7 separate regions of the Sus scrofa genome follow, and all the other regions are linked to region 1. Evidence: chromatin contacts called from public Hi-C, HiChIP or PLAC-seq and promoter capture Hi-C data. All regions are on one chromosome and are shown on one strand. Each heading gives the region's core, a stretch centred on a gene start, on an enhancer-like site or on the middle of the called end of the contact. The rest is flanking DNA. Distances are from core to core; before and after follow the strand shown.

Evidence for each region. Promoter capture Hi-C pulls out the DNA fragments that hold promoters and counts their contacts. Hi-C and Micro-C count contacts between places; a contact is called where the count stands out from the background. HiChIP or PLAC-seq counts read pairs in DNA pulled down with a chosen protein or histone mark.
Region 2: a promoter capture Hi-C map of liver shows a contact between it and region 1, with 5 times the contacts expected there. The contact joins the promoter of PRPF3 here to the promoter of VPS45 in region 1. A contact is called at or near these places in 3 of 5 promoter capture datasets (fetal liver, fetal skeletal muscle and liver), 4 of 47 Hi-C or Micro-C datasets (embryonic fibroblasts, heart right ventricle, skeletal muscle and 1 more) and 2 of 2 datasets of contacts at active chromatin or transcription factors (alveolar macrophages and skeletal muscle).
Region 3: an H3K27ac HiChIP or PLAC-seq map of alveolar macrophages shows a contact between it and region 1. The contact joins the promoter of MRPS21 here to the promoter of VPS45 in region 1. A contact is called at or near these places in 1 of 47 Hi-C or Micro-C datasets (skeletal muscle) and 2 of 2 datasets of contacts at active chromatin or transcription factors (alveolar macrophages and skeletal muscle).
Region 4: a contact with region 1 is called in a Hi-C map of retroperitoneal adipose tissue, with 1.9 times the contacts expected there. The contact joins the promoter of LOC110255273 here to the promoter of VPS45 in region 1. A contact is called at or near these places in 3 of 47 Hi-C or Micro-C datasets (embryonic fibroblasts, heart right ventricle and retroperitoneal adipose tissue) and 1 of 2 datasets of contacts at active chromatin or transcription factors (alveolar macrophages).
Region 5: a contact with region 1 is called in an H3K27ac HiChIP or PLAC-seq map of alveolar macrophages. The contact joins the promoter of LOC102162202 here to the promoter of VPS45 in region 1.
Region 6: a promoter capture Hi-C map of liver shows a contact between it and region 1, with 4 times the contacts expected there. The contact joins the promoter of ANP32E here to the promoter of VPS45 in region 1. A contact is called at or near these places in 3 of 5 promoter capture datasets (fetal liver and liver), 3 of 47 Hi-C or Micro-C datasets (liver, retroperitoneal adipose tissue and subcutaneous adipose tissue) and 1 of 2 datasets of contacts at active chromatin or transcription factors (alveolar macrophages).
Region 7: an H3K27ac HiChIP or PLAC-seq map of alveolar macrophages shows a contact between it and region 1. The contact joins the enhancer-like site here to the promoter of VPS45 in region 1. A contact is called at or near these places in 3 of 5 promoter capture datasets (fetal liver, fetal skeletal muscle and liver), 5 of 47 Hi-C or Micro-C datasets (embryonic fibroblasts, fibroblasts, psoas muscle and 2 more) and 2 of 2 datasets of contacts at active chromatin or transcription factors (alveolar macrophages and skeletal muscle).

The regions. Positions count from the first base shown.
Region 1 is chr4:99,009,139-99,011,962 of Sscrofa11.1, forward strand. It overlaps VPS45 (vacuolar protein sorting 45 homolog), which reads right to left and starts at 1,416. Exons shown (of 15, transcript NM_001244994.1): 1 at 1,229-1,416; 2 at 458-592. The coding sequence starts at 1,321.
Region 2 is chr4:98,770,138-98,772,961 of Sscrofa11.1, forward strand. PRPF3 (pre-mRNA processing factor 3) reads right to left here and starts at 1,494. Exons shown (of 16, transcript NM_001135965.1): 1 at 1,468-1,494. LOC110260326 (a long non-coding RNA gene) reads left to right here and starts at 1,636. Exons shown (of 2, transcript XR_002343444.1): 1 at 1,636-1,868; 2 at 2,406-2,657.
Region 3 is chr4:98,793,888-98,796,711 of Sscrofa11.1, forward strand. It overlaps MRPS21 (28S ribosomal protein S21, mitochondrial), which reads right to left and starts at 1,336. Exons shown (of 3, transcript XM_013988092.2): 1 at 1,146-1,336; 2 at 373-487. The coding sequence starts at 455.
Region 4 is chr4:99,215,252-99,218,075 of Sscrofa11.1, forward strand. It overlaps LOC110255273 (histone H2B type 2-F), which reads left to right and starts at 1,486. Exons shown (of 1, transcript XM_021089927.1): 1 at 1,486-2,824. The coding sequence starts at 2,624.
Region 5 is chr4:99,188,150-99,190,973 of Sscrofa11.1, forward strand. It overlaps LOC102162202 (histone H2B type 2-E), which reads left to right and starts at 1,356. Exons shown (of 1, transcript XM_013997205.2): 1 at 1,356-2,824. The coding sequence starts at 1,452. The coding sequence ends at 1,832. LOC100624086 (histone H2A type 2-A-like) reads right to left here and starts at 1,265. Exons shown (of 1, transcript XM_003355215.5): 1 at 595-1,265. The coding sequence starts at 1,227. The coding sequence ends at 706.
Region 6 is chr4:98,847,709-98,850,532 of Sscrofa11.1, forward strand. ANP32E (acidic leucine-rich nuclear phosphoprotein 32 family member E) reads left to right here and starts at 1,406. Exons shown (of 7, transcript XM_021089919.1): 1 at 1,406-1,844. The coding sequence starts at 1,791.
Region 7 is chr4:98,871,050-98,873,873 of Sscrofa11.1, forward strand. No RefSeq gene overlaps it. Among named protein-coding and RNA genes, the nearest start is that of ANP32E, 23 kb to the left of the region's middle. Within about 2 kb of position 1,357, at least 75 of the 83 cell types and tissues checked have an H3K27ac peak or open chromatin away from gene starts, as enhancers often do. A contact at or near this core is called in alveolar macrophages, embryonic fibroblasts, fetal liver and 4 more, where this site is marked.

The DNA.
Region 1 (2,824 bases), core at 166-2,665:
GAGAGCAGAGGTAAGATACAGGAAGTTGGATACATAAGGGCAGAACAGACCAGCTAAAGGAAGATACTAAATATAGATTTAATCATGGAAGTAAAATTGAGCCATTAGAGCTTCCTGAGTATAGATGTGAATAAAATGATAAAGACTGCAGCCACTAAGTATGTAAGATTCAACAGCATTTTTGTTTAGTGGCATATGTATGGTGGTTAATCCAGAAATAAAGTGATCTGGGTCTCTGTTAAGGTAGTTAGTGACTTTGGAAGTAGCTGAGAACCTAAAAGACATCTGGCTGTAAGGAATGTGGAAAGGAGAGAGTCATGGTTATAATTCTGATAAACCAGGATAATTATGATGCCACAAATGATGATAATACAAATTTATTTTGCCTTCATAATACTTTCAGATGATAGTGTGCTGGTATTTGCCTAGCCAGATGGCAGCTCAGTTTATGTAGTACCTTCGTAGGTCGAAGAAAACAAATTGCCTTGAGGTGTTTCATGATCTCTCGATTTTGAGAATCAATGCGTTCAAAAAGGTACACTTCCTTCTGGAGAATTTCCGATTGTGTGTATACCATACTCACGATGCCAGTCTGTAAAGAAAAAGAATTAACTAATATTTTGCTAGTCCAGGATAATAAAAACAAGCAGCAATACCTAAGACTTAAATTTTTTTTTCATTTAATACTTACTTGGATAACTTAAATACTAACATATGTAATAACATTTACAGAGCATCTAAAATCATAAGTAATGTACCAAAATGAAGTGCTCTCTCTGAACACGGACGACCCATAAATTTCCAAATAAAAAATTTCCCATCACCCTAAAGAGTTTAAAAAAATCTGTGACCAACAAATAATAACCTGTCATCTAAGTTTGAGTACTAACAGCTTTCCTCTAAAAACACAACAGTGAGTGGAAATAACAGGATCATTCCAAAGTCTTCCAAGTGCTCTCTCTCATATATTATTTCTTGGCAGAGGCATTTAGGAAAGGATTTCTGATTCCAATAAATTGTTCTGAGTATAAGAAGAATCTCTGGCAGTGGTTAGAGCCATTCAGACCGAAAACCTTCTAAGCAAGGTTTATGCAACCTTTCAGTTCCACACTGAACTGACCCTGACTTACAAATCTTTAATTAAATACTAAATCCTACAGTGGAATGGGACCAGCTATTAAAAAGGAGGGAGGCTTCTTTCACAAATACTGAGCAAAAGCAAACTCACCGTCTCCTTATCCATGAGAAGTACTTTCATACCCGGTCCGCTGTCCTCTATCATTTTGGAAATGTACTGCTTCACAGCAAAAACTACGTTCATGGTGGCGAATTGACAGGTTAGCCCTATAGCCCTTCCCGCCCCCCTTTTTTCTTGCTAGATTAACCCCCCGCCTCTTGGCCGGGTCTCTGCGGCTTCCTCCCAGTCCGGCTTTGGCTTCCGGAAGTCCGGGCAGCAGAGGTCCTGGGAGTTGTAGTTCCGCTACGCGGTCCCAAGGACCCAGCCTCCTCGCTGGATGGAAGAATTTGCCTGAGACACCCTGAGCCGCCCGGCCCGGACGTGATTCTCGACACACCTCCCGCCCGGAGGTGTTTAAAGCCCGGGCTCTCAGGCCTCTCCCGGCCCTGGGCCCGGGGTGCCCCGGCGGTGGCCTGACGCCCCTCCTGCCTGCTTGGGGAGAGGGTGGCGCCTCGCGGTGTAGAGGAACTTGGCATAGGGCTGGCTCGGAGGCAAGAATAGCAGAACGTGGCCGAGGTCGCTATTTGCCATTAACGCTTTCTTGGGTGGCAGTGAAGGATGGAAAGAAGGGAGGTGGCCTTAGGCTCCAGGCGGATGCTCGGGACTCGGAGGGAAGGCATTTGGTAAATCGCACGCCGCGTTTGCCAAATAGTGGCCGAGGTTAACATTTCCCGACTTCTTTGGGTCCTTAACAAGGTGAGGACACAGCCCTGATAAGTGAGACCTGAACCGGTTTTCCAAAGGCTGAGGGGCATCGGAAATTGAGTTGATGTTGTTGAGGAAATGAACAAAGGGAACGCCCTTTAGGGATGTTCTGGGAGCCGCCTCGGTTCGCCCAGAAGGGCCCGGAGCTGAGGTCTGTGGCCGGAATTCGCAGGCCGTGGATCCCCCGGAGCCCAAAGCCACCCAGTTTTCGGCCCCTTGGACGATTGGACTCCGGGGTTTTCAGCTCGCGCGGGGTGCTGTGGACCTGCGACGCTGAAACTGCGGGCAGGAGCGGAGTTAACAGGGTCAAAAATGGGTAGGGGGCATGTATTTGGTGTGGCTAAAGTAAACTAGCGTGGGGATTTTAAGAAAAAACTCAAGATTTTGATTTAAGAAACGACAAAAACGTAGCAACAAGATGAATCTTAAAGCCATCAACTTCCGAATGTTTGCATTTGTGTTTATACCCCTCAGGTTTTCTCATCATACTATTTCTCGAAAAGGAGGGTAAAAGTTAATGTTCCTCACCATTTCCTTGGGGAATTATAAAATCAGGAACAAGAAACAATTGCAAGGAATCAGACTATAGTTGCCAGTAAATATAAGGAGTTTTGTCTTTATCATAAAAGCACACGCACACACACAAAGTGACCAGTATTTGTTGGGGGGTCATAGTTTTAATTAATAGGTTCAACATTAACAAATCAATATTCTTTAAAAAAAATCATTGGTGAATAAATTTATTTACTGACTTTTATTTATTTTTGGCTGTGCCCCGGGCATATTAAAGTTTCTGGGCCAGGTATACAACCGGGCCACAGCTAGATCCTTAACCTGCTGCACCACAAAAGAACTCCACCAAATCAATATTCTTTCATTATA
Region 2 (2,824 bases), core at 244-2,743, 240 kb before region 1:
AAAGATATCCAGAAAGAAGAAAAAAAAATTACACTGTACCTTTTAGGAGAAAAGATATCTTAAAACTTTTTTTGCCCCCCTTGGGCCGCTCCCACGGCATATGGAGGTTCCCAGGCTAGGGATCTAATCGGAGCTGTACCCGCCGGCCTACGCTAGAGCCACAGCAACGTGGGATCCGAGCCGAGTCTGCGACCTACACCACAGCTCACGGCAACGCCGGATCCTCAACCCACTGAGCAAGGCCAGGGATCGAACCCACAACCTCATGGTTCCTAGTCGGATTCGTTAACCACTGAGCCACGACAAGAACTCCGGTACAGTCTAATTAACTTCTGCATTCTTGGTAGGTTTATCCTCTATAAGACCTGTTGCTAAACAGTGTATTTAATTTTGGTATAACCATATGAAGCTAGTGAAGTCATGAAACTAGGAGTAAAAGATTTTGTGTCTTACTGACATGTTATATAATAAATCTATGATGGCTCTATTTACCCATCATGAGACAGCACTATAGCTTATCAATTTCAACATGCTAACTGTTCAATGCTCAAAAGAAGGGTATTCAGACAACATAGGGAGTGAAGAAAGAGCTCTTCCATTTACTAACCTTCTGTCAAGCAATTCCTCTGAGCCTCAGTTCATTCATCTTACAAAAGGAGGACAACTGCCATAGCTATCTGGCACTTAATTCATTCAGTAAGTATTTACTGCACAACAACTAAGTGTTAATGTAGTGGGATACTGCCAAGGATACATACAACAGTGAACAAAAGAGACAAGAATCCTCACCTTAGAGGGCTTATATTCCACTAGAACTGAATCATAGATTAGAAAGTTTAAGCCGTTTGAAAATCCAAAGCAATAAACGGGGTACCACTCTATAAACGAACCGTATGCCCAAGCACTATACTTATGTACTCAATTTCAACCCATTCCCTCCATAATATAACGTGCAGACTAAACAGTCAGTGGGCAAAAATCAAACTTCCAAATAGTAACTAGCTTTGTCATTAATCAGACGTTCAACAATAACTGCGTGGGGCGGGGTGGGGGTGGTTACGGTGTGGAGGGAGAGAGAGGAAGGCAGAATGATCTCAATGAGCAGGTAGCAGAATCTAATCTTCTGAAGGAATTCCTTACTTCGTGCTCTTCTTTGCTACAAGTCGAATTTCCTCCCTTAAACCCTATCCTTTGCTTTTTGCTCTCTCCATCTCTCTGACCGGACCCTTTCCCCACCTTGTTCTACCCAAACTCATCTCAGAGGTAGTCTCCTCACCCTGTCCCTTTCCCGCCCCCGCCCTTTTCCTCTCAACAATCTCATTCCAACCCGTTCTCGCACAGAACCTGGTTCTTTCCTCAGCCTCCTTTCTGTTGAACCTCCCGCCTCGGTCCTCCCTTTGGACTGAAACTTAGCCCCAGCCGCTAGGACCCGAGCATACCCTCTCTGGGCCCGGGGCCACTACTCACCTCACAAACTTCAGCCCCTGAGACGGAGCCCGAACGTTACACCGGAACCGGAAACCCTCCGACCGCCCTACGGCCTGCCGTCGCTACCGCCACGGCTGCTGCCTCGCCACGGTCCCACAACTTGTGACGAAAGAGGGCGGGGCCCCGGTTCGCGCAGCCGTAGTAGCTACTTTTCCGCGGCGGAGCGCATGCGTGGCGGAGCCGTAACGATTTCCCCCGGCAAGCTACTTGGCTCCTTCGGTTCCCCGTGCTAAACCTGTTAACTACATTAGCGCAAAATTAATGTTACCTGAAGCATAAATTGAGCTGCTTGTAGTATTCCCGTGGAGAATAAGTGCGCTAAGGCTATGGCTAGAACTAAAAGCAGAGCTTCTGCGTTTGGGCTAAACCTGGACTTTCTGGTAGGAAGTAAACTTCAGAGTAGTGATCGTTAGTATTAACCACTCTCTCCTTAGCCTTTGTCCTTAACAGTGGTGCCAAGAGACCCAGAAAACCGACTAGTGTGGGAGGAGTCTGAAGATAGTACCCTCTCACACACCTTTGTTTCTTTCTTCCATTCATTCGCAAAACAAATAATTGCTGGCAGTCTAGTACTTTTTAGGCCCCACCTGCAGCATATATAAATTCGGGTTAGGGGTTGAATCAGAGCTGCAGCTTCTGGCCTATGCCACAGCCACGCAGAATCAGAGCTAGGACTGTGACCTACACCACAGCTCAGGGCAACACTGGCTCCTTAATCCACTGGGCAAGGCCAGGGATGGAACCTGTGTTCTCATGGATACTAGTGGGGTTCTTTACTCGCTGAGCCAGGACAGGAATTCCTAATCAACCATTTTGGTCCTCAACTAATCCTTACCTAACAAGCACCTTTACTTCTTGCCAGCTCCAATTATAATTCTTTTCTTTTTTTTTCTTCCTTTTTACGGCCTAACTTGCAGAATACAGAAGTTGCTGGTCTAGAGGTTGAATCGGAGCTGCACCTGCTGGTCTGTGCCACAGCCACAGCCACACTGGATCTGAGCCGCACCTGTGTTCTACACTGCAGCTTGCTGCAACACTGGATCCTTAACCCACTGAGCAAGGCCAGTTTGATGTGGGATCAAACCCACATCCTCGTGGATACTAGTTCTTAACCCCAATTATAATTCCTCCAATTATAATTTTTAATAAACAACTTATTTAACTACCTGTAAGCTTGTAAGCCTCCCCAATTTTGTAGTCCAGCAGAACACGATTCAAGTGCTTCTTAAACCTGTGTCTCCCTCAGTAAAGAACTTATATAAAGCTAAACTCATGAAGTTCCCACTGTGGCCCAACAGGATCACAGCATCTCTGCAGTGTTGGGATGCAAGTTTGA
Region 3 (2,824 bases), core at 86-2,585, 220 kb before region 1:
CAAATCTGAGTTCATGTTTCCCATTGGCCTTGTCCCACACCAATCCCTCGATCAGCTTTTAATATGTCATGTACTACCTTCCCCCTTACTAGCAACTTTCTAACTTGATTTTCCCTTTGGGTTTTTTTAAAATCTTGGATAGAATGCAGGTTCGTCATCAAAGATATGACTGCTGATGAATAACCTTCATACAGTTAAATTTGGGGAATAACTTCATTTTTAAGATAGAAAAATGAGGGGCTGAGAAGTTTCAAGTCTGTGAACACCTCAACTGGCACTAGTTTGAGACAACCTATGCCAGGGGAAGAGACAAAACAACCACCCTTCTCAAGAGAGTTGGTCTAGCCATGATTCTGGTCCCTTGGCAGTTACCTGTTTAGGGTCCTGTATGCACCTTCCACGTTCCCTTCCTGTACCATCACAGTCCTGGCAATGAACTTCAGATGATTTGCCATGACCTTGGATTTAAGTCGTTACTCTGCAGGACCTAAAGTATGATGGCGAAAGAAGTAAACTATAGAGATCAGGTAAGAAAGAGAAACACAACAGAATACAAAACCACGTGGCTTATTTATGGGTCTGGAAATGCATCGGGCTCTGGAATATGCGAGACAGGGTCAAGTCCTCATATTCTAGAAAGTACACGCGACTCCCTCATTCTCCTTGCCAATACAAACCCTACCATAGCGATGAAAAGAGACGGTAGCTGGCCGTCCTCACAGAAATTTACTTGCCTAGACAAGGGCCAACTGGGACACTTTGCAGGCGTTCCCCTCCCCCCTAATTACCGCTCACGGTCACAGGACGGTTTGGGGTAGGAGTTGGGAAGGGAGTCCTTCTTGGTGTTTAGGAACGAGGCCAACTGCGCCCTCCCGCCCCAATCTCCTCACTTCCCCCAAACCCAGGACGAAGCCCTCGCTCCTCAGCGCCCCGCCGACGCGAAGCCCGCCTCAAGCGGAAGCGGAAGTTACGTAATCCCCAGCGCCGCGCGCAGACAAGAGGACCCACCCGAGAGAGGAGCTAAGTGGAAACTGTGGAAACCGTGGCAACATTCCTTTTGGCCTGGATCGAAGGTTTCTTCACTCCCCCGGCTCATCGTCAACCCCCGGGCTTGAACTCAACACCTGGCAAAGCAAAATACTTGCCTTAAATTCCCCTCAAACAGCTTCTTCCGTCTTCTCTTGGAGTCGCCGTCCTTCGGCCTCTGAGGTCAGCCTGATTTCCGTACCCCTTAATCCTATTAAATCTTAAATAGATATCTAATCCTTTTCTTTTTCTGGAAGGAAAATGAGAGAAACAGGCGAAGCTTCCTGAGCATGCTTCCTGTTTTCTCTTCGCAAAGGACACAAATTCATTGAGGTCTGTCCTCCGGATGAAAAACAGCTTTACACCCCTTATCTGCCTGAAAACTTAGGAACAGAAAGGAAATGAACATACTCTGAGTTTCCTATAATAGCACCTTCCCAGCCATTTCACTAAATAAAGTGAAATCACTGAAGGAAGAATTGGGAAACATCTGCAGGATTTAGAATCAAAGACTATTTTATGTCAGCTTCTATCCCATTTGTCTCCAAGTGAAACTTAGAAATATCTCTTTTTTAACTTCCTCGTCACTGTGGAAAAAGCTTTCCTTTTATTTTATTCGTATGTTACTTCTACACATATGTCCATCCATTAATGGTTATTCACATAAATTCGAATCTACCGGAAGTGGCTACTGGAAAACAGTAGGGAAAGTCTCAAAAGAAGAAAGCAGGTTCTCAACCAGGTACTTGCGTAATAAGGTTCTTTGAGTACCTCCCCTAAAACACAGGCACATACACACACAGATGTATTCTCGTCAATTATGCTAATAGAATTCACACAGAAACTGAAGCCTGCTTTAGAATAAGCCAGGTTCAAAGTACCAAAATAGAGCTAGGTTAGGACATGACTATGCTCATCAGCAAGCTTTTATTGAAAGCCTAGTTTGTATCAGGAACTGTTGATAATATTTCAGTGTGTCTCAGACTAACAAAGCACAGTAAGTAGGTGTAAAAGATAAATAGTAAAACAAGGTAGAATATGGTAAATGCAAAACACATTATATAGGCGACAACATAATATGGTGAAAAAGCACTGGATTGGAAGTCAGGAGATCTGGATTCTATCCAAAATCCGATACTCATCAGGCATTTGACTTTGAACAAGTCTCTTAAACCAGAGGTCTGCACAGTACTGCCTACAGGTCAAGTCCAACTCCGCTTTTGTTTTTGTAAATAAAACTTCATTGGGGAGTTCCCTTGGTGGCACAGTGGTTAATGAATCCGACTAGGAACCATGAGGTTGTGGGTTCTATCCCTGGCCTTGCTCAATGGGTTAAGGATCCGGTGTTGCCATGAGCTGTGGTGTAGGTTGCAGACGCGGCTCGGATCCCCCATTGCTGTGGCTCTGGCGTAGGCTGATGGATACAGCTCCGATTCGACCCCTAGCCTGGGAACCTCTATATGCTGCGGGAGCAGCCCTAGAGAAGGCAAAAAAAAAAAAAAAAAAAAAAAACAAGAAAACAAACAAACTTCATTGGAACACAGCTCTACTGTTTGTTTATATATTAGGTATAGCTGCTTTGGGCTACATTGGCAGAGTTGTATAGTTGTAGCAGAGGTGTATGGCCCACAAAGTATATATGGTATATGATTCTTGCTGACCCCTTGATTTAAACTCTCAGTCTATTTACTCATTTATAAAATGGAACTAATATCTGACTTCAGTTACACAAAATTTGTCACAGGAATCAAATTGGATAAAATAAAAATATTTTGAAAGAAAGTGAGGGAGCTCCCAC
Region 4 (2,824 bases), core at 236-2,735, 210 kb after region 1:
AGGAAAATAGTCATTCATATTGACACCATCAAGGTAAGTTTTGAGCCTCTTGGGCCTTTGTTCTCAGGTTTGAGTTTTTCTGTGGTTTGGATGCAATAGTGTTTTTTCAATCAAAGAAGCATGCGATTAAAAGTCTTTATATTAATTATTACAATTTTAAGCATTGGTAACCTTACATAACTGTGGTATTATTACATGCAATTTTCCCAAGCAATTCTTCAAAGCATATGAAATAACTAAAAGGAAAAAGATCTTCAATTTCCTTATAAAGAATAGAAAAGATAAGAAATGTTAAGAATTAGAAAACACTTTATAGAAGAAAATATGCTAGCAACTCAGTAATCAACAAATAATTTATTTGTTTTGACACTTTATTTGAACTTTTAATCTGACTGATAGGCAACTTGACTTTAAAACTATTCACCAGTGTAAAGGAGAAACTAATATTTCTGGTCTTGTGTTCCCTTTAATGCAGCAGGTTAAGGATCTGGTGGTGTCACTGCAGTGGCTGGGGGATCTCATGGCCAAATAAATAAATAAATATTTCTGATCTTACTTTCCCTTACTTAGAAGCGTTTCCTCTATAGGACCTAATTAGCCATTGATGGATTGAGAAGGAGGAAACCGCCTTCCAGGGGAAAATGACAAAAGAAAGGCGGAGAGCTCTACTCTGTAAATTGGTACTGGCCAGCACACAACTTTGGCGAAGTTCTGAATCAGGTAAACGTAAAGTTAAATATGTTTTCTTCAATTGAATATTGTTTTGTCGAACCGCAGTCATAATGTAATACATCTAGTGCGCTTAGCTCAGTGTCAGGAGCTAAATAAATGTTAACTATGGGAGAAGAAATGGAAATGCGGCTGAAACCTAGGGCATGCGTGTATTTCAAAGGAATCGATTAAAATATAAATCCCAAATGTGCAAAAACACTTTATAAGTTGCTGTTTTAAAAGTTACAGCAATTTCAAGAAATGGCCTAAAAAAGAAAATATCTGTGATCGATAAGGTTATAGAAAAGTACGGAGGTAATAAGGAGATTAGCATAACAAGCTTTGCCCAGGATTGAATTCTAGCCAATGAGATAAGAATTCCGGAAATTCCTTATTTTTCTGGCCCAATCAAGATGAGGCTATGTCTATAAATAGGACTGCCTCAGGGTAGGTAAATGAAACCAGTGAGATATTATGGCGCGTACTAAACAGACCGCCCGCAAATCGACCGGGGGCAAGGCCCCGCGGAAGCAGCTGGCCACCAAGGCGGCCCGCAAGAGCGCGCCGGCCACCGGCGGCGTGAAGAAGCCCCACCGCTACCGGCCGGGCACCGTGGCCCTGCGGGAGATCCGGCGCTACCAGAAGTCGACCGAGCTGCTGATCCGCAAGCTGCCCTTCCAGCGCCTGGTGCGCGAGATCGCGCAGGACTTCAAGACGGACCTGCGCTTCCAGAGCTCGGCCGTGATGGCGCTGCAGGAGGCGAGCGAGGCCTACCTGGTGGGGCTGTTTGAAGACACGAACCTGTGTGCCATCCACGCCAAGCGCGTGACCATCATGCCCAAAGACATCCAGCTGGCCCGCCGCATCCGCGGGGAGCGGGCTTAAGGCATTTTTTTTTTACGTAGACTATCTTAAAGGCTCTTTTCAGAGCCACTCACCTTTTCAAAAGGAGCAGTTGTACCACCTCTCAGCCATGTCGGTGGGCTCGTTATGCACAGGTGTTAAGGGTAAAGGGGATCAAGTAATCTTGTATGTGTTGGTGAGGTTACAGAATTAAAGCCGACAGACGCCAGAGGGAGCATCAGGCAAAATCTAGGTCGTCATGGCCAAGTGCTGACGTGATTTCTGAAGTCCAGAGGGCTAAGCTTGCTGCTTACGTGGGAAAACTGCAAGAGGATAGTCTGCTCTACGCAGTTTTTGCTTTATTTTTTTGGAACGCCTTTCAAGCTGCTAGTTAAAAATGTTAGCACAAGTTTGAATACAGAAATTGACAGTAGAAGGCCGGTATTATAACTGGGGGGATCTGGGATCTGGGTTTTCAGATCGACAGCAGTTCTAGGTCTAGGCTGGATGTCAAACACCCGGTAGTTTCCTGGCGTTTCAACTGATAAAAAAGGGCAAGAGACAGTGCTGAGTCCCGAGGTGTCTTCCTCACTGCGTTAAGACAGGAGGCGCAAAAGGTAAAAATAAATATTTAAGTGGGCTGAGGTTTGGTTGCAAAAATCAAAATCAGACTTCCACAAGTGGTATAGCGGAGTAATACGATGCAAAAATAAAATTTAACTTTCCCTTAGCTGGCGCTTCAGATCTCTACGTATACAAGTCAACCAGTAAAAGTTAAAATCAACAAAACAGGTGAAACTACACTTTACATATTTACTGGTTAGTGTGAAATAGAACATTTTGATTGGTTAACAAGACTTTTGTTCTAAGGACCACTAAGGAAGCGAGACCGAACCTTATTTACATGGACTCCACCCTTCTATGACGGCACTGTTGGATATTAACCAATAAACACGCAGTACTGAGTTAGTCTTCATTTGCATACAGGCTCTATAAGTAGCGCGTAACCGACCAGCTTGGATGTAGTCAGCATCATTTTTGTGGGCGCGTGGGCTTTCTTCGTGCAGAAATGCCGGATCCAGCAAAATCTGCTCCTGCTCCTAAAAAAGGGTCTAAAAAGGCTGTAACAAAAGTGCAGAAGAAGGATGGCAAAAAGCGCAAGCGAAGCCGCAAGGAAAGTTACTCTGTGTATGTATACAAAGTGCTGAAACAGGTTCATCCAGACACCGGCATCTCGTCCAAGGCCATGGGCATCATGAACTCCTTCGTC
Region 5 (2,824 bases), core at 106-2,605, 180 kb after region 1:
CCCCGGCCCTTTGGTGCTTTTCGGATCGGAAGGTTATCTGCGCCCTCTCCGGGAGCAAGACTCCACTTCCGAGAGCCTCAGGACCTGTTATCCCCATCCCCGCCGCGAAGGCGCCTCCTCACTCCCCCCACTCCCCTTCCAAAGACGGTGGGCTCAAGCCAAAACCCACGTCCGCTACGCTCCCGAAAACCGTCTTTATCCCCTAACCGACTGGGGTGTACGGGGCGTGCGCGTGTGCGAGGGAACGTCCCCTTGGTGCTAGACCTCAGGTGTTGGGCAGAGGCTTGGGAAGTAACTGCAGTTGCTCACCGGGCATCCGACTTCGAGATAGAGCGTCGCGGCCGCCTGGTACTGCTTACTTTCAGCAGCCGAGTCGACCCTGGCTCGCCCAAGCAAGGTTTGCTACCTCTACCTGCGTTAATTAGATCCTAGGATTTGCCACACTCCCACCCGCACCCGCTTCCCAGCAAAATAACGGCTAAAGCACCTAGTTCCAGAGGCGAGTGAGGAACGGCAGGGAGTAGAGGGCAAACGGCACTCCCTCCGCCCACCTCCGTGCTTACTACCAAGGGTGGAGTTAAGGAGAAAGCTGGCTAGTGTAACAACTCTTTTTTTTATTTGAAAGAGTGGGTGGCTCTGAAAAGAGCCTTTGATTTCACAGGTGCCCCTTCCGGACGGGGCTGGGTGGGCTTCCGGATGCCGGCCTCACTTGCCCTTTGCCTTGTGGTGGCTCTCCGTCTTCTTGGGGAGCAACACGGCCTGGATGTTGGGCAAGACGCCGCCCTGGGCGATGGTGACTTTGCCCAACAGCTTGTTCAGCTCCTCGTCGTTGCGGATAGCCAGCTGCAAGTGGCGGGGGATGATGCGCGTCTTCTTGTTGTCTCGCGCCGCGTTGCCCGCCAGCTCCAGGATTTCCGCGGTCAGGTACTCCAGCACCGCCGCCATGTAGACGGGCGCGCCGGCCCCCACCCGCTCGGCATAGTTGCCTTTGCGCAGCAAGCGGTGCACCCGCCCTACGGGGAACTGCAGACCTGCGCGGGACGAACGGGACTTGGCCTTTGCGCGGGCCTTGCCTCCCTGTTTGCCACGACCAGACATGACAACGACACTCACTGCAACCGGCTCCCGCTTAGGTGACCGAGAAAGTCGCCCTAAACGGCCCCGCTTCACCTTTTTATAGGCAGAGCGGCGATTGGCTACGGAGCACGTTGATTGGCTAGAGCACATCTGTGTCCCGGTGGCCAATAGGATAGCGCAACCAGAATCCACTCATTTACATAACCTCGTCTCCCCTCGCAGCAGAGCCACTGAAAACTCGCGAATCGCAACGCGGCGGAACCCAAGCCTTCATTTGCGTACGGCCTCTATAAGTACCGAGTCGCTTCCGGTAGCCTCCGTGTAGTTGTTGCCTTTGCGTTCCCGGTTGTCCTTTGCAGCTGGTGTCTGCCGTTATGCCTGAGCCCGCCAAGTCCGCCCCGGCGCCCAAGAAGGGCTCGAAGAAAGCCGTCACCAAAGCCCAGAAGAAGGACGGCAAGAAGCGGAAGCGCAGCCGCAAGGAGAGCTATTCCATCTACGTGTACAAGGTGCTGAAGCAGGTGCACCCGGACACGGGCATCTCGTCCAAGGCCATGGGCATCATGAACTCCTTCGTCAACGACATCTTCGAGCGCATCGCGGGCGAAGCGTCCCGCCTGGCTCATTACAACAAGCGCTCGACCATCACGTCCCGGGAGATCCAGACGGCCGTGCGCCTGCTGCTGCCCGGCGAGCTGGCCAAGCACGCCGTGTCCGAGGGCACCAAGGCGGTCACCAAGTACACCAGCTCCAAGTGAGTCCCTGCCGGGATAGTGGCGCTCGCCCGATCGCCGGGTCGCTTGACTCCAAAAGGCTCTTTTCAGAGCCACCCATCTTCTCAATGGAAGAAGCTGTCATCTTGTTTTCGTTTTCATAAGCTGTTCTTTTTGTGCCACGTATAACTTATTGAAGATCTGCGTTTCCCTTCTCATGAATGACCAGCATAGGTCCAAATTTTACAGATAGGTTGAGATCTAGCTAGAGTAAGTGTTCATTCATTTACAGGCAACTTGCTTTTCATCACAGTGAAAAGGTGAGAGATGGGTGGTAATGAATTTTGAGAAAGAATAGTTAACCAGTGTTTACCTTGTAGCTGTTAGATTTGGTCAGTACTTTGTAAAAGCATTTTTGAGTTCAGGAAACCAGATGTAATGTTATTGTAAAAATACAAAGCAATGCTAGAGACCATGCCCCAGCGCTTACAGAAAACCTATAGTGCACTTGGTTATATTGATTCCGTATGTTGACTGAAAACAAACAAAAACCCCATAACTTGAAAGCTGAGAATTATGTTTTATTTGGCATCCTTGCTGAGGACTTAATCTCAGTAGACAGCCGGGAGATAGATTGCTCAAGGGGGAGCCAAGACATATAGGAGTTTTGCAAAAACAAACCAGGTAGTTGAACAAAAGACTAATAATTAAAAAAAGAAAAATCAAGAGTTTAGCACTTTTCTTTGTATGGGAATATACAAGAGTAGGCTGATTGAAATTATTCCTTTGGTATGCACCTTAACTATCTAGGGCCAGTATTCTATTTTTCTCCATCCTGATTCCCCTCAGGGTGCACAGTTGAGTGGCTGCAGTGACTAAGGCCTTGATGGCCACAACATGTTTTATTGACATGGCAGTCAGCATTTTTCACCCACACGGTGGTTGAAGTAATTTTTAGTCTACACACACTTCTTAACTTACTTTGGTATTCCTTTCAGGAGTGTACACTGAATATATTTTGCTCAAATTCAAGATGT
Region 6 (2,824 bases), core at 156-2,655, 160 kb before region 1:
TCCTTCTCTTGTTTTTTCGTTTTTGACTCTTCCTTGAACTTTTCCTCAGTTCATTTTGGTTCAGTTTTATATCATCCTGGCTTCCTCTGGCCTGTATTCAAGCAAGCAAACAAACAAAATAGACCAACTCCAAATACTCACTCTCCCCCCACCCCCACTTATACCAAAAGTAAAATACCCCATTTTATACCAAAAACTCTCCCTTTCCCCCTTTGTTTTCATCCTCACAAAATTTCCTTTTCAGGGAATTCAAAGGAAACACTTGGCAAGGAAAAGGCAATCACTATTTCGTTTTCCTTTAAAGTATTTAGCATGCCAAATACAAAATATTTACATTTTAAATGTAAGCCCCTTTGAGGAGCTGTGTGTCTGTGTGGGAGGAGGGGTGACAGTGGAGTGGTTAGAAGTGTGTTCAGAAACCCTAAGGTCTCTAACATAAGAAAGTGGGAAAATAGCACACACTCAGCGCTGGGCAAGGTAGGAATAATAATTCACCCACTTCCTTCCCCAAATCTTCTGGAATACCTTTGGGTATTTATCCTGAGAAAGGTGTAAGGGAATGGAAAAGACAGAATGTAAGCAAGAACTAAGAAAAGCTAGACTTTCAAGAAAAGAAAAAAAATCACTCTTATCCCGGTTTTATATTCTACATTGACAGACTTTTAAAAGCACATTTAAACTACAGATTTCCATGGAAACCAACCAGAGGGATTTTAGAAAGGAGAGGCATTGCTGCACCATTTCTATGCACACTGATGTCTGATTTTCATTGGGCCAGCATTGTTTTCCCTCCAAGGTCTTAGTGTTTATTACAGTAACAATTACCTCAGCAACCATTCCTCCAGGGCAGATTTATTTAAAGGTGCCTAACTTATTCACCCAACTGTTTTCAAAATCATTTAGTCCTTCATGGTGGAAGTTAAACGACCATCTCTACGCTGCTTTGGTTCTGCACCAGAAGCTTATCTTCAGCAGGACAGTGCCACGAAGGCATGCTTTTTATGTGACGTGCACGTTGCTGTGTACCTTGGCTACAAAACAGGAGTGTGCTTTAAAACCGCCAAGAGCCAGTGGGTGCCATGTGCTGAATTATGTCTTGCAACTTCCGCACGTAAGACGGATGCTTTCTTCCTTCCTTTAACGCTAAGAACAAACAAAACAAAAACAAAAACAAAAAGAAATCCAACAGGCTTCAAAACCGTCCGATCGCCTAGGGAAAGCGCGCCAATCACACAAAGAAAAGGAGGGGGGCTACTGGGATTCAAAATCATCTCCCCGGGATGAACATCTTTCTGGGCCTATCGGAGTTAACTGCGCGCTTGGTCGTAGCCAATAGACACAGCGTTTCTGGTTCAGGTCCGCCCTGAAGACTGATAGACATTTATGTAGCCCAGTGGCATAGTGAGATGCTGAAGAATCAACCAATACATTCGGAAGGTGGGTGGAGTATAGGCCAGGGGGTTGGCGGTGCCGTGTCATGGAGGCTCAGTCTCCGAGCAGCCATTGAAGGGGAAGGAACTGCGGGTGTGTGTATGTGTGTGTGCGCGTGTGAGTGCGCGCGCGAGTGTGTGGACAAGGAGGTGGGGGCAGCCGAGTTAAGAGTCCTAACTCCTTGGACTCCATTTGCTATTCTCTTTTTTCTCCCACACACCTATCTGGTGGTGGTGGGCGTTTAAATTTGCTTTTATTTTCATTCATTTTGAAATCTTTTAAAATTTTAGGGTTGGGGGGTAGTGAGAGGCAGGAAAGGGTAAGGGAGGAGAGTAATAGCAGAAAAGCAGGAGTAGGTCATGGAGATGAAGAAGAGGATTAACCTGGAGTTAAGGGACAGAGCCCCGGAGGAGGTGAGATGACTCAGCCCCCTCCCCTTCCCCACCAGCCCTGTATTCGGAGGATGGGGTTTCGGGGGGTCCGGGTGGGTATGTGGGGAGCAGTAATGAATTAACCCCCATCTTGGGTTAGAGCTGGGGGGAAAGGTTTGATTTTAACTTTTAAATCATTAAAATCTTTTACTTAAAATGGCGAAGGGTTTAAGTTTCTAGGGGCGTTTTTGTGCGTGCTTGGGGGCTTAGCCCCTTTCTCCTCTCTTCGAGTCCGGCGTTTTGGCCTCGTGGGGGCGGGAAGCGGAGTCTTGGGGGCCGCTCCGCCTCTTCGCTCCCCGGGTTCCTCCTTCTTGGGGCCGGCTGCGTGGGCGCGACCCCCCAGTCCCACTCGCTTCTGTCGCAGCCATCGTTGTCTGAGAAGTTAGTTCAACTTTTCTGCAGTACTTCCAACTCTTTTTTTTTTTGGAGAGGGGTGCCCCCGGCCTCGAGGCCCCTGGCCGTCCGACGTCCCGCCGGACGCGGGGCTGGGGTCGCTCGCCGGGTCCGTAGACTGCCGGCTGCCGGCGGCGCCCACTCCCCCGGGAAGCACCGCGCGCCGACCGCCGCCAGGCGGAATCTGGGTCAGCGGCCAGTTTCTCCGGCCGCGGGCAAGTTTTGGGACTCGTCGTAGTGACTGGAGGTGGGGAGGGGACACGAGGCTTTATCCTCTTCTTCCCCCCCGCGGTGTAACGAAATTCGGCGTGTCGTGTCGTGCTGGCGGCGACTCCGACTTTGATCCCTGGAGACGGTTTCAGAGAACTCAACAAATGGGTCGTAGGAGTTTCGTGTTTTAAAGATGGGTTCGGCGAAACTAAATGATGCGCTCTTGCAGCTGTCGCTTTAGTTAAAGAGACGGGGTTGGGAGGGGCCACGTGAGGCGGGGTCGTGGTCAACTTTTCGGGGTCGGGCGGGAGGCGTTTCCGCCTCCTTTCCGAGGGCGCGGGATCGGCTTCACCCAGCCC
Region 7 (2,824 bases), core at 107-2,606, 140 kb before region 1:
TAAGAACAAATTCATTTCTGCACTAAAGATTTATTATTGCAGGAAACGAGTGATATCTTCCTGAGTAGAATTCTAGGTGAGACATTCCCACCGTGGTGCAGTGGGTTAAGAATCCAACAGCAGCAGAAGCCCAGGTTGCTGCAGAGCTCAGGATTGGTTTCCCCAGCCCTATGCAGTGGATTAAAGGATTCCAAGTTGCAAGGTATAGGTTGTACCTGTGGCTTGGATTCAATCCTTGGCCCAGGAACTTCTGTATGCTGTGGATGTGGCCATAAAATTAAAAAAAAAAAAAAATTCCAGGTGAGGGGTCTTATTTTAACCTAAGCTATCTATGGGATATGAGGAGGGAAATTTCCTTTTTAAGTTGCCTTTTACGTATTTGGCATTTTATCCCTATGCAGTACTGCTTGATTCCCCAATGCCAAGCTTCCTGGGCTGTAGGAGTCAGTTCATGATGGATCAGAACCGTGAAACTCAGCCCCATCCATCTTGCCTTTACTCCATCCTTTTCTCATTTCAAGGATTCCAGCTTTAAGGCTGAGTGTCTCTAAGGCCTTGTTTCCCGTCATGCTCTTCTGAGGTGAATCAACCAAATCTTATCTGTACTTCAGATTTTTTTTTTTTTAAGGGCCGCACCGCGGCATATGGAGGTTTCCAAGGCTAGGGGTCGAATCAGAGTTGTAGTGGCAGGCCTACGCCACAGCCACTCCAGATCCAGGCCCCATTTGCGACCTGCACCACAGTTCACAGCAAGGCAGGATCCTTAGCCCACTGAGTGAGGGCAGGGATACAACTGGGCTCCTCATGGATCCAAGTTGCGTTCCTTAACTGGATGCGTTAACCGCTGAGCCACGATGGGAACTCCTGTACTTAAAACTCTTGACAGCAGCCTTGAATAAATACAGCGGGAGATTTTACTTAAATACTTAAAATGAAATAAAGTCCTCTTTTAGAATAAGTCTTTGAGGTATCTGTCTTAGTCCTATGCGACACTTGCTTCTTTAAATTTTTACCTTAATTTCCCTCATCCTCAACCACTCTTTCTACGGGACTGTTTTTACAACAAGGCGCCCTCCAGCGACTTCTGGAATCTCAAGCAGTAGCAATTGTACCTGAGCGTGTTGGGGACAGCGCAACTGGACTTGAAATTACAGAAATAACACTCTAGTTACGGAGCGTGCCCTTAATCTGATTAGCGGAACACACCGCAGAAAGTTCTGATTACACCAGATTCTCAGGTTCAAGAGCGGAGCCGAAAAGCCGGGAAATTGAAAAGAGGTCAGAACACGGGAGGAACCGGGGCTACCCGAACAGCTCGGCAAGGGCGCTTTCCCGAACGCCTCGGATTGGGCCAGAAATGCCGCATCCAGATCACGTGGCCCCTCCTCGCCTCTAGATAAACCCGAGCCCGTGCGCGCTCTCAGCTTCAAGTTAGCGAGCTGCGCATGCGCGGGGTGTGGCGCCAAAGGTCTCAGTGAACGGTTTCCTTTTCCTCCTCCTGCGTCTGCTCGCGGATATGGACTGAAACTCGCGGGTCTGTCCCTTGGGACCTTACTTTTCTTCAGTTACTTACGTTTTACAGTCTTCGCTTTACGGTTTACGGAGCTTCTAATTTTCAAATATTGAATGATTTTTAGCCCCACATTTACGAGTATCGCCCTATTTAACGACTATAAACTGAGGTGTGTTATGTACATTTTCAACATCTCTTAAGGCGGAAATGCGATTGGAGGCCACTTTCCCTCTCTCTTGTTTGTGCCATTCTGACCCAAGTGTGCACTTTGGTGACCTTTGTTAGGTAACCTCTGCTTCTTGTCCCTAGGAACTAGCCTGGTCTGCTGTTCTATTCCAGTTTTTCCTATCTTAAAGCAGGAAATCTGGATTGATCTGAGCCTTAATAGTTCAGTCAAGTCGGTACCTAAAGACAATCAGATCTGCAAAATATTAGAGCACCCAACTAACCAGAGGGAGTTCCCGTCGTGGCTCAGTGGTTAACGAATCTGACTAGGAACCATGAAGTTGCGGGTTGGACCCCTGGCCTTGCTCAGTGGGTTAAGGATCTGGCGTTGCCATGAGCTGTGGTGTAGGTTGCAGACGTGGCTCGGATCCCGTGTTGCTGTGGCTCTGGGTAGGCTGTGGCTACAGCTCTGATTAGTCCCCTAGGCTTGGAACTTCCATATGCCGCGGGTGCGGCCCTAAAAGGACAAAAGACAAAAAAAAAAAAAAAAAAAAAAATATATATATATATATATATATATATATATATATATATACTTTTTATTGGAATCAGTAAGTCACCTTTCAGAGACTATTTGCTTCAGTTTGTCTTGTACACCAGAATGGTTTCTTTGGAGCTGTGGAAGGTGAAGGCAATTGAATTCTTGTGTACACAATTTTTATAAAACTGTTAAAGAGTGGGTTCATGTTTCTATAGAATTAGCAACTATAAATCTTCAACTTCAGTAAAACTAATACCAATGGATTTTGAGACATTTTAAATGGCTTTTACAAAACAGCCACAAAATTGGGTAAAACAAAGGCCATCTTTGTTTAAAATAAGAATGAGCACATACTCGAGTTTTTAGAAGCCAAGATTTTGTGTTGTCAGGTAACAGCATTCCTCAGAAAGGGATTTTCCTTTTGTCAGAAGTAAATATTTAGGCTTAAAGTTTTTTTTAATTTTTTTTCTCCTTATGCTGAGGGATTGTGTGTATTTTCAGCATTGTTTTGTCACAGTACTCAAAAATAATTATTAACAGAGGAGGTTGATAGTTTGTTTTTTACAACCCGTAGGACATTAAGAAGCTACCCGCTGGGAAAGGGG